Linked DNA regions of Zea mays: all the other regions are linked to region 1. A link is a contact called in public Hi-C data. All regions are on one chromosome and are shown on one strand. Each heading gives the region's core, a stretch centred on a gene start, on an enhancer-like site or on the middle of the called end of the contact. The rest is flanking DNA. Distances are from core to core; before and after follow the strand shown.

Region 1 (3,589 bases), core at 731-3,230:
GGTGTCCTGCGTCGGGACCGTCGTGTCGTCGATCAGGAGCAGCTTGGGGGAGTCCGTCATGTTGGAGACGTAGATGAGCGAGGTCGGCGCGAAGGACTGGATGAACAGCGGCTGCCGGAGCCAGCCATCGGACATGTACTCGCCTCCGTAGCCGTACCTGAGCAGCGTCTCCACGAACTTGTCCTCGAATCGCTTTCCGTCCGACCACTTCACCTGGAGGATGACAAGAGGGTTTTTTTTCTTTCTTGAGGAAAAAAAGAGGAAATTTTTTCCTTGGAGTTTGTCGTCGTCGTCGTCGCCGCCATTGGGCAGATCAGATCAGGCTAATATATATATACTTACGTGCTGGTTGATGAACACGGGGTTCTTGATCTCCGGGTAGATCCCGACGGTCCTGTCAGCGTAGAGCGCGATCAGGATGTACTCTTCGAACGTAATGATCTGGTACTTGCCTGTGGTCCGATCCGATGCGATCGAACAGAAGAAGAGAGACAGCGTACGTGAGAGGTCAGGTCAGTCAGACTGCATGCTAACTAGAGAGAGTGTGTCTAACCGTTGTACCGCTGGTCCCTGAAACTGAACCGCTGCTTCACCCTCAGTGATCTGAGCTCTTCAAGAGTGAAGTCCACTGGAAACCAAATAAAAAAAAACATGATTGATCAGTCTCGCAAGCCACCATCATCATCATCATCGTCAGCAGCAGCAGGAGATACCGATGAACCATCCGGTGACATCTTCTCCTTGGACCTCGTAGGTCCTCTTCCTGCCAGCGAACTCCGCGTGGTCCGCGACGTCGGTGGTCGCGTCCAGCGTCACATCGTGGAAGCAGACGAGATGCCCGTCCTTGGACGCGAGTACGTCCGTCTCGATGAAGTCCGCGCCTTCTTCGATCGCCCTCTGCAAAATTAAATGTTTTTTTTCTCTCTCTCTCGATTTGTTTTAGCCTTTTGTTTGTGCAACTCCAAGGCGATACAGTACGTACGTACGCGTATGATTTGTTCAGAACAAAAAAAACAGGAAGAATTTAGCTCTACCAGGTAGGCGGCCGCTGTCTCTTCGGGCAGTTCGCCATTTGACCCTCGGTGGGCAATGTTGATGGGCCGAAACGTCTGCACTGGCTTCTTGTGGTTCACATCCAGCTGCCGACTGTGGTGGGTGTGGGGAGACGCTGCCTGGGTGGCTCCGGAACCGGATACCCCGATGAGGAGGAGGAGCGCGAGGACCACGCGCGCTGCCAGAGAAGATGCCGCCGTCCGTGTCATCCGGCCACTCGGTGCTGACAAGCGACAGGACAAAACGACTCACGATCTGGGCATGAACTTTGGTGAGCGACTGAGCGGAGGGAGGAAGGAACAGGGAATCCTCCGATCTTAGCCATCAGTCATGCACAAAGTAACTGGAGAACTTGTTGTAGATGGTATGGAATTGGAACTACGATGTGGTCACTGGTAAGCAACTAAGAGCATCTTCAAAAGCTCCCCAGAAGTCTCCCCTAAATCTATTTTTTTTGGGAAAAACACAAAAACATGTCTCCAACAGTTCCCCTAAAGCGCCCCCAACTTTTTCATAGCCCTTAAAATTCCCTCATTTGTAGCTACAAATGAGGGGTTTTTTGGGCTCCCCAAAAACAAACTGCTGATTTAAGGGATCTGTTGGAGAAAGGATTAAAATTTACCCCCACTTATTATTTAGATGTCCCTTAAAACTGATTTTGAGGAGTCGTTTTATGGAGAGCTCTTGGAGATGCTCTAAGCATGCATACACGAACATTCAGATGAAACTCCAGGAAATGGAATTACAGGGGAGAGAGAGAGAGAGAGAGGTTATAAGAAGAAGTGATGTGGTGACCGGTAACACAAGAACTTGAACTTACAGAAGGAAGCCATGGGCCTTTTTTCTTGTGGCTCCTGCTATGCTATGCGCTTGCACACCGAGACTGCCCTCGGAGTAGGGACACTCGCCTTGTGTCTCCCTCGCCGTGCCTCGAGCAGCTCAGCTTCTTCTTCTTTATTTGTACTACTAGAAGAAACAGGAGAGAGGGGAGGAGGACTGGCCGCATCGGAATCCCACGGAATAAAATATTCCCCGGAGATCGTTTGACCGACTTGTGATCTGGAGCTCCTTTCTGCACCGGGGTGTGACTTGTGACCTGAGCTGAGCCAAAGGGCCAAGACACGTCTGAAACCTGTGTTCATACCCGCTCACTCGAATAGCATATCTCCCTAGCAATCGAGGTAGCGTTTGGTTGGTTCTGGAGTAGGGTAGGATGTAGACGCTCAGCTTCCAATTTGGTGTTGTTTGAATTGATTTTATGTGGGACACAATGGCTCTAGAAATAGAAAATTATTATGTTAAAATGTTGAACCATTTTAGCACATCAAAATCTTCCTGACAGAGCCGCCGTTTCTATTCCGACTATCTTCGGAAGTCGGAACCAAACGCTACCTGATGGAATCGTGTTTACTTATGGAGGCTGAAACTTTGCGTTTGGTTGAATGTACAAAGAAAGATGGAATGAGGCACCCACGTTTTCTATAGTGTTTGGTTGAGAGTCAAGCAGGGACGAGGTGAACACCGGAGTGATTTTTGGGAGTGGCGTGATCCAAAAAATTGAGGGGACGGTGGCACCCCGACTCATCCTCCTTTGACCTTAAACCAAACACACCCACTGATGAAACATGGTAACCCCACCCCCACGGCCAGCGTCCTCTTGGCAGCAGCGACCGTGGCTCGTCTACTCTGTGCTGTGTCAGCGTCCTCTTCAAGGCACGGCGTCGCGAGTCGTAATTCAGCAGCAGCGGTCAACCAAAGACGCCCATCATGGCCGTGCCAGGCAAGTCCGAGAAGATGGCACCCCATCGTACTCTCTACTCCTAGACCAAATGCCCTGCCCGGAACCCGATGGAGATGGGAGATTCCTGCGTGTATCATGTGTAGGTTCGCCTTCGGCCTCCCACTTTTCTTTAAAAAAAAAGAAGCGGCATATTCCTGGGGCCTATGCTTGTTTTCTTTGAACACCACAGTTGACAAGTGATAATAAATGGCAACAGCTGCACTACAAAATCCAATACCACAGGAGAGTGAGCTAGCTGTCTACCAGTTTTTTCAGGGGAGGATCCGCTCTCTCGGTCTCTCCCTTCCTCCAATCAGCAGTCTGTTATCATCGTTCTTCACCCCTTTGTCCTCTTTTCTTTAACGGTCTTGTGCAAACTGATGCAAGTGTCCATCACAAGGCTGCAACAGGGTTTCAGCAAGCAGATTCCCATCCTGGTACTCTGCTCAATGACACATAATCCCATGTGAATATATGCTGGCCATGGACATACGATGAACAGTACTCATCCAGTAAAAACCACTGCCCTCATTTTTAATAGCACACTTTTGTGCATCTTAAGACATCTTAGACCCTGCCCTGCGGTGCAACATCTTCTCTTAAAATATTAATGACCCATCAAAAATTATTATGGGTGCAGACTGATACCATCGTTCCAAAATATCCACGGTACATGCCGAATATTAAAGGGTCTAATCTCTATGGCTACAAAGTCTAAGATCAAGCACTATCGGCACAGATCTAGTCCTCTTCGGA
Region 2 (3,589 bases), core at 350-2,849, 480 kb after region 1:
GGCTGGTGCTGTGAATTTAAGTTTATTTTGGCCACCTTAGGTTTAGTTTTATGGTAGTATGTATCCTGCCCCTACTGGGGTATTTTTTGTACTCGGTCTATTTTGGACCTTTTTTCCTTCTTAATATAATGACGTGCAGTTCTCCTGTGCGTTCGAGAGAAAAAAATACCAGAGATGGTTATCTCCAGGTACAACTAGCAAAATAAACACATATAGTAACTCAGCTATGGCATCTCTTAGTACAACATTGCAATTAAGGTGTTAGTTCTCTCATCTAAACTATATTTAATTTTTTTGGCACTCTAACATGCACGTATTCGAACGAAGTGTGCAGAACTTACCCCAGGTGAACAGTGATCCATCGGAAGCAACTGCAGCGGTATGCTCACGGCCACATGCAATATCGGTCCACCTGAGGCTCTTCCCATTCCCCAATTTGAATAGTTTGGGAGGGAGGCTCTTGGGGATCCTCAAGTGGCATTCCTTGCCCTTTCGGGCAGTCTGGCCACTGTGGTTATAACCCCATATGTAAATTGCACTCTTTGTTGGCACACCAACAACACGCAAGTTACTGAGCACATCATCTACATCCATGGCCCTGGTTGATTATGATGAATAAAAGATAAGCACAACAACAAACAAGCAGAGCAGTGCAACCATTAAACCAATAGACAGAGAGATAGAACAGTGCAAGTGAATCTGTTGAGACCATCAGGCCAAAAAATAACAAAAGAGAGCAGTTCGGCCCAAAAAAAACATCCCAGCTTTGATGAATGACTGTTTCCATTCACAGCATTAAGGGTGTCCATTTCCTCTTTCATGTTCTCATTAACAACTAATATGTTCATCAAAAGATAAAATTGTCATTAATGAGACTATCTGTCATGGACTCATGGTAATCCTACAGAGATCGTATAGAGAACAAAAGTACCATTTGGAACTGAACAATTACGCCATCAAATAAGCAGTTTGAACCAGCAAATTTGGTAGGATGAACAAATGCCGCCCTAATTCAGAACACATCTATGTCTTCTCAAAGATTTAAGTCACTTTAATAGAATTTTGCAAACAGAGCACATTGAAGCTACAAAACTAAATCACCCTTGCTAACAAGATCGCAACGTGTGTAAGACGGCAACTGCGGCACTACATATGGGGTAAACAGGCAGCTGCAGGAAGAACAAGCTTAAGGTATCGGGAACCATCCCCTAATAGTCCACAAAATGTCCATCGGGACACGTCACCGGCTAAGGAATCCAGATAAAATGAACAATAGCTTAAACTGAAACTTATCCATTATTTGAAATTGGAGAAAGAGCTAAATCTATCCTCCTACCTAAGGAGATCCTCAATTTCCCCAACTTCTGTTTCATCAAATCAGACTGGCGACCATCCAGCAATCGATTAGCGCAACGCAGAAAGCCGAGCAGAGGTTCATCCAGCGCTCACCTGGAGAGAAGGGACGAGGCCGAAGAGCGGGGCAGACTTCGGGCGGATTCTACTAATGGCGGGGAGCTTTGCTTGCTTCTCCTAGTTTGACCGGTGGAAATGGCCTCGTTCCCTTGTTCGTCGGGCTCGTGGCGCACACGCCTGTCCGTGGGCACCGACCACCGGAATTTTCTGGATTCCCGAGGTCCTTGAAAGGATGGAGGACACAGCCAGCCACACGAGCCACACAGGGACGGCAGAGAGACAAAGCGGCTCACGTGATCACGTCACGTGCCTAGCGTGAACCGGGTCCAGGGGAGGTTAGCAGGTTGCTGAGAGCACGGGTCTGGAGCGTGAACCGAGACCACCAACGCCTACCGACCAAATTCGGCGACTGCTTCTCCATCCTTCCACGAATTACACGAGGAAAGAACGCTGATAAACAAATGGCGTAAATCTCTATCGACGAAGCTGTGGAGGAAAACGAAGGATCTCCCCGTGCTTGTGCATGCCAGATCGCCTGCTCTACGTCCGCATCCCGTCCCTCGCGAAACTCGGCACTCCCAGGGTTCGTTTCTTTGTTTCACCTACTCTCGTTGTTTATGCTAATTTGTTAGGCGCCTTTGCTTCAGGAAATGGTGATTGTATCGTACTATTCTGGGGGGAAAGCGCAATTATTTGAGGGCAAGTTGATTCATCATGGAGGGGTAGGGCTACCGCATTTTTTATTTGTTTCGGTAGAACGACAATTTGATCATAATTAGGAAATATATTATTGTTTTGTCTAGTAAAAAAAATCTTTTCTCGATAACACTGGTTGAAATAAGTTTTGGATATGGCCATCTTGGCCAAATCATGGGATTAAACTGTTGAGTTTAGGTGGATGAACCATGAACCAGCATATTAGTATTATGGATGAGGTGGTTATAGAATGAACCGATTAAGATACGCTTCCATTCTGGAAAGGGAGCATATGCCCTTGTCTCTTGGTTTTTTTTTTACGAAGGGGCGAAGCCCCCTATTTCATTAAGAAATAGGAAAGTTTGAAACATCCACAACCACGCGGCACATCATCCCAAAAGATCGAACACGGCCAGAACCCTATCTAGACTCTAAACACTATCAAACTAGATTAGTGAAGAGCCTAAGATAGCAGAGAAAGTTTGGCCTACGATTAACTACATAAGACTTTCTTATTTACAACCCAATCAGACAGGCAGAAGCCACAAAAGGAACTGAACAAGCCAACCATCAAGAGACAAACAAACTTCATCACCATCTTCCAAGTTCCAGCTTCCATATCAACCAGAAATGCGCCTATCTAAAGGGCACCACCCAAAGGCCCGGCCGAATGCCTCACTTGCCGTCTTTCGGATTAGCTTGCTTCCTAGAACCACCATTTTTTGCTCCTTCTTTTTCTGACGAGTAGCCCATGAATCCAGCTAGAAGCAGCAAAGAAAAATAATGTTAGAAGGATCAAGCAAATGTTTCTTTCCAAAGCACCAATCATTTCTAGTGCGCCAAATAGCCCAGAATAAAGCACCACAACCAAACAAAACCAAATTAGCAGTTTTGTCTTTTGGTTTACTTAACCAATTGTCATAAAGGTAGCTGATACTATTCGGAATCAGTCTCAAATTCAAGGCAACTTGAATCACTCTCCACATATACTTTGCAATGGGGCAATGAAAGAACAGATGATCGATAGATTCATCAACCCCATAGAAACAGCAATCCAAAGAACCAATCCAGTTCCTTTTCTTCAAGTTGTCCTTAGTAAGAATTTTATTTCTTACAACTAACCAAAAGAAAACCTTTATTTTATGAGGCAATTTAGATTTCCACAAGAACTTATATGAAATCAAAATTTGATCTTCCATTTTCTTTTTGTACATAGGGTTAACTGAGAAGCCTTTTTTCCCCAGATTCCACACAATTTTATCCTCCTGATCAGACAAAGACACCTGATTACAACTTATCATTTCATCGAATAACATCCTCAAATTACCCACAATCCTTCTTCTAAAAGTAAGAGTCTCAAAATTAGATGTGAATACATCATTAACGGTAACATCTTTGTCATAGACCAAGTAAAAAAGAACAGGAAACTGAACAGACAGAGGCAAATTACCAATCCAAATACTTTTCCAGAAACTAGTCT
Region 3 (3,589 bases), core at 670-3,169, 320 kb after region 1:
ATGAGTTATATATAAATTTGTAGTTGAAAACTTTTTCATTTGAATTAATTTACTACTTTAAAATGTGATTTTTAAATTGTCTTTGCTTAGTGTTGGAGAAAAAACACTCGGCAAAGAGCTCTTTGCCGAGTGTTGTATTTGTGACACTCGGCAAAGAGCCCTTTGCCGAGTGTCAAAAAAAGACACTCGGCAAAGAAACTCTTTGCCGAGTGTCAAAAATAAAACACTCGGCAAAGAAACTCTTCGCCAAGTGTTTTCTTTTACCGAGGGTTTTTTGTGTGGCACTCGGCAAAAAGCTTTTTTGTCGAGTGCCTGAAAAAAAACATTCGGTAAAGAATATGACACTCGGTAAAGAGCCAAATTCTGGTAGTGTATAGAGAGGCACATGCATGTATATCGTGGTAGGTAGACAGACCAGAAAAGGGATCCATATCCGATGCGTAGTGTGGTGCGTGTAGATAGTACCAAGCATGGGTATGTATAGAGCACGCGTGCTGTGGGAGGGAGGCATAGACACAGAACTAGTACTATTGGTGCTGCATTACGGCACAGGGGACTTCGGGGAGTCGGTTCTAGGCCGATGGTACTGGTACGCGTACATACTAGCGAGCCAGCGACGAAACCTTAAGACAGAAGAAAGCAGAGTAGCTAGCGAAGTGAACACACGCACGAGTGAGGTTCTTGCGTTGGTATTACCGCAATACCCACATGTTATATTGTTTTCGTGCTGACAAGTCATGACTCGTTTTTGCGGTTGTATGTTTTAACCCCTATCAGAGAGGCTAGTTTGGGTACTCTAGTAATAAATGAAATTGGAGTGAATTGATATGTGTTGAGAGAATATTTGATCTATTGGAGATTTACACCATCTCCAATCCCTTTAAAACACTCTAATCCCAAAGTATCCAAACTAGACCTTAGCTATTCTGCAACCGTGAGAGAAAGAGGGATAAGGTTGTAGCCTACTGCACTTGGGATGGGTTGTTCGTGTGATAACAAAAGTGCTTCATATACGACCCATTCGTATGACCAACAATAATCTATAATCGTTATTGAATCTTGTTTTTATTAACTAATAAATCATGAGCAATTAGATGACTCTGGTTGTATTTAGGGTGTGTTTGGTTGTAATGATAGGACAGGATGTGATAGTACGATCCATTAAATAAAGTTGTTTGGTTCAGGATCAGATATTGGAACAGAACTATCTCAATGTTGTCCTCAGTTGTCCTAGGACGAGAGAGAACGACAGGGGACGTCTTTATCTTGTCCGTCTCTAGCTATCCTGCAACTAAACACATCCTAAATCTACCACTCGGGTCGCACGTGTAGCAGCATTTATGTGATAAGATGGTGCTACAATTAATTAATTGTGAACCATGTTTAACTAGGGAACGAGTAACGACGAGTGACGACGGTAGTAGATACTAGGGGCATGCAGTAGGCTTCAGTTACAAGATGTGGCGACGAACAAGGAAGAGAAAGATTGTCCCCGGTCAAACGATGCAGTGCGCAACGCAAGCAAGCAAGCACACGGGCGGCCTCGAACCTCGAACCCACAGTGGACGGATCACTCCTGCTCCTGCTCCTGCTCTGCTCAATTCAGGGCAGCGACCGCGCCCACACGTGCGGCTGTCCGGACCACCCCACCCCACCCTGGGACTGCTCACTGGGGCGACGAGATGGATGGATGGATGGGCAGCGACGGATCTCCATCTCCTCGGTGACCTCGCCGCCCACTGGCACCGCAGCGGATGGACTGGATCGGAGGGAATCTCTCAGAGGCAGGCAGGCAGGCAACCGCCCACCCGTGCGGGTGCGAACCGCGGATTCCCCGCCCGAGGCAACCAGCAATCCAATCCGGCCGCATTCAGTTCAGGACTCCAGCCTGCCCACCTGCCTCTGTCTGCCTCCGCACACGTGCAAGACCTGCCGGTAGCAGCATGCACACCTGTCGACCCACCATGCGTCCACCGGGATGCATTTCCATACCGCTCCTTCCATTCTAAAACAATTACACACCATCTTCGCTGCCGGCTTTAATCCAACGACGACGACTACTGCTTTCTATAGTATTTTGTCTTTATAGATTACAGTAATAATAATCTAAACAGCTACAGGTGAAGAGCAGCCCAACAGTCTGACCGCGATTCAAAGTTTATCCTAAAACAAAGAATCAACAGTCTGACTATTTTTATGGTTTTTCGACTTTTCGGTTTCGGTTTTATGTATTTATTTATTTTTGAAAATTTTGGTGTTGGTTTTTTTCTTCTTACAGCGCAAGAATCCGCCGCACCGAATAACGGGTGTGCATTTGCAAGTTTGCAACACCACCGCGACCCTCCACGGTTTCGTCGTGTTTCCCTACCACAGGCCCACGCCAACAGCACGGCTCAAAGAAAAACTCCCTCCAAGGCAGCCCACAAAACACTTCACTTGACAGAGTAGCCCAGCAGGCCAGCACTACGGCCCACCAGCACGGAGGCCACACCCTTCTAACCTAGCGCGCCGGCGGGTAATGACTAGACAAGAAAAACAATTAGGCTAGCGTAACGTAACCTTTCAAACAGAAAAATTAGTTATTATTCATAATGACTTGACAAGAAAATACGATATCATTGTCACCTTTCAAACAGAAACATTCCCCTCTATAGTAGCACAGCCAAAGTTTTTTTTTTTTGGTTTGTTAAAACCACCAAACAATAACCGCTAGTTCGGTTGGGTGATTTCAATTCTGATGTATGAACCGAGTTGCCACTCGTAGAAAATGCGTGAATCATTAGAAGCAAATATTCTGACTAGACTCATTTTCTTCATGTCTTCTGGAAACCGGTAAGGCCTCTGTTCGGCAGCCAGTTGACAGCCCACACCGGCCAGGCCAGCCACAACCGGCGGAGGCATTTACCTGCACTGCCTGTCGTGCCCTGTGTCCGTTTGGCACAGATTGCTGCAGGTTGCAAACAAGCAAGCAGTGCGAGCGGAACAAGCATGCACATCTCCACAAGTCACATGCTAATACTTCTTAACTTCTTAACCAGCAGAACAAGCATGCAAATAGCAATGCTAATACTTCTTATCCAATAGCAGAACAAGCATGCAAACTTGTTCGTTTACATCCAAAAGACAGCAGAACAAGCATACAAAATAGCGCCCAATAGCAATGCTAGTACTTAACCAGCTAGCACATGCTGAGAGAGCACAAAAAAAGAGCATAAATTCCGGGTCCATTCTATGACATTTTAGCTGAATCCATTCATCAGATTTGTGTACTCGTACAGCCAGCAAACGTGGTGAGAATTCCATTCCATGGCATTAGCTTCACTGGAATCAATGGTTGAAGTTGTAAAACAGGATTCCACAATACATTACCACCTGAAAATTCATCCAATCAGCAATAGTTTCATTATGAATTATATAAGAAACACAATTTATGACCCCACAATTTTATCTTCCTGAGTACACAGTTTTTGCTCAGTTACTTGCTGAGTAAGTTCATGACCCCACACATGTTAACTATTAACTGTTTAACAGTTACTCAGGAATACATGTCTATGGCACAGATTTTGCGATTCTAGTATTCATGACCCCA

Evidence for each region. Hi-C and Micro-C count contacts between places; a contact is called where the count stands out from the background.
Region 2: a contact with region 1 is called in a Hi-C map of endosperm, with 1.8 times the contacts expected there. The contact joins the promoter of LOC100304276 here to the promoter of LOC100283806 in region 1. A contact is called at or near these places in 6 of 25 Hi-C or Micro-C datasets (bundle sheath, ear, endosperm and 2 more).
Region 3: a Hi-C map of bundle sheath shows a contact between it and region 1, with 2.0 times the contacts expected there. The contact joins the enhancer-like site here to the promoter of LOC100283806 in region 1. A contact is called at or near these places in 4 of 25 Hi-C or Micro-C datasets (bundle sheath, ear, leaf and 1 more).

The regions. Positions count from the first base shown.
Region 1 is chr1:255,332,737-255,336,325 of Zm-B73-REFERENCE-NAM-5.0, reverse strand. It overlaps LOC100283806, which reads right to left and starts at 1,980. Exons shown (of 7, transcript NM_001156704.2): 1 at 1,874-1,980; 2 at 1,035-1,276; 3 at 714-897; 4 at 554-628; 5 at 343-452; 6 at 1-213. The coding sequence starts at 1,886. It overlaps LOC101027174 (rhicadhesin receptor precursor), which reads right to left. Exons shown (of 2, transcript NM_001353020.1): 2 at 3,391-3,589.
Region 2 is chr1:254,848,206-254,851,794 of Zm-B73-REFERENCE-NAM-5.0, reverse strand. LOC100304276 (putative regulator of chromosome condensation (RCC1) family protein) reads right to left here and starts at 1,599. Exons shown (of 9, transcript NM_001165719.1): 1 at 1,450-1,599; 2 at 342-598. The coding sequence starts at 594. LOC100278337 reads left to right here and starts at 1,702. Exons shown (of 8, transcript NM_001407295.1): 1 at 1,702-1,996. It also overlaps a transcript of LOC100282360 not described here.
Region 3 is chr1:255,012,426-255,016,014 of Zm-B73-REFERENCE-NAM-5.0, reverse strand. LOC103643672 reads right to left here. Exons shown (of 10, transcript XM_035964306.1): 10 at 3,011-3,372. Among protein-coding and RNA genes, the nearest start is that of LOC103645455, 18 kb to the right of the region's middle. Within about 2 kb of position 1,919, at least 19 of the 20 cell types and tissues checked have an H3K27ac peak or open chromatin away from gene starts, as enhancers often do. A contact at or near this core is called in bundle sheath, ear, leaf and 1 more, where this site is marked.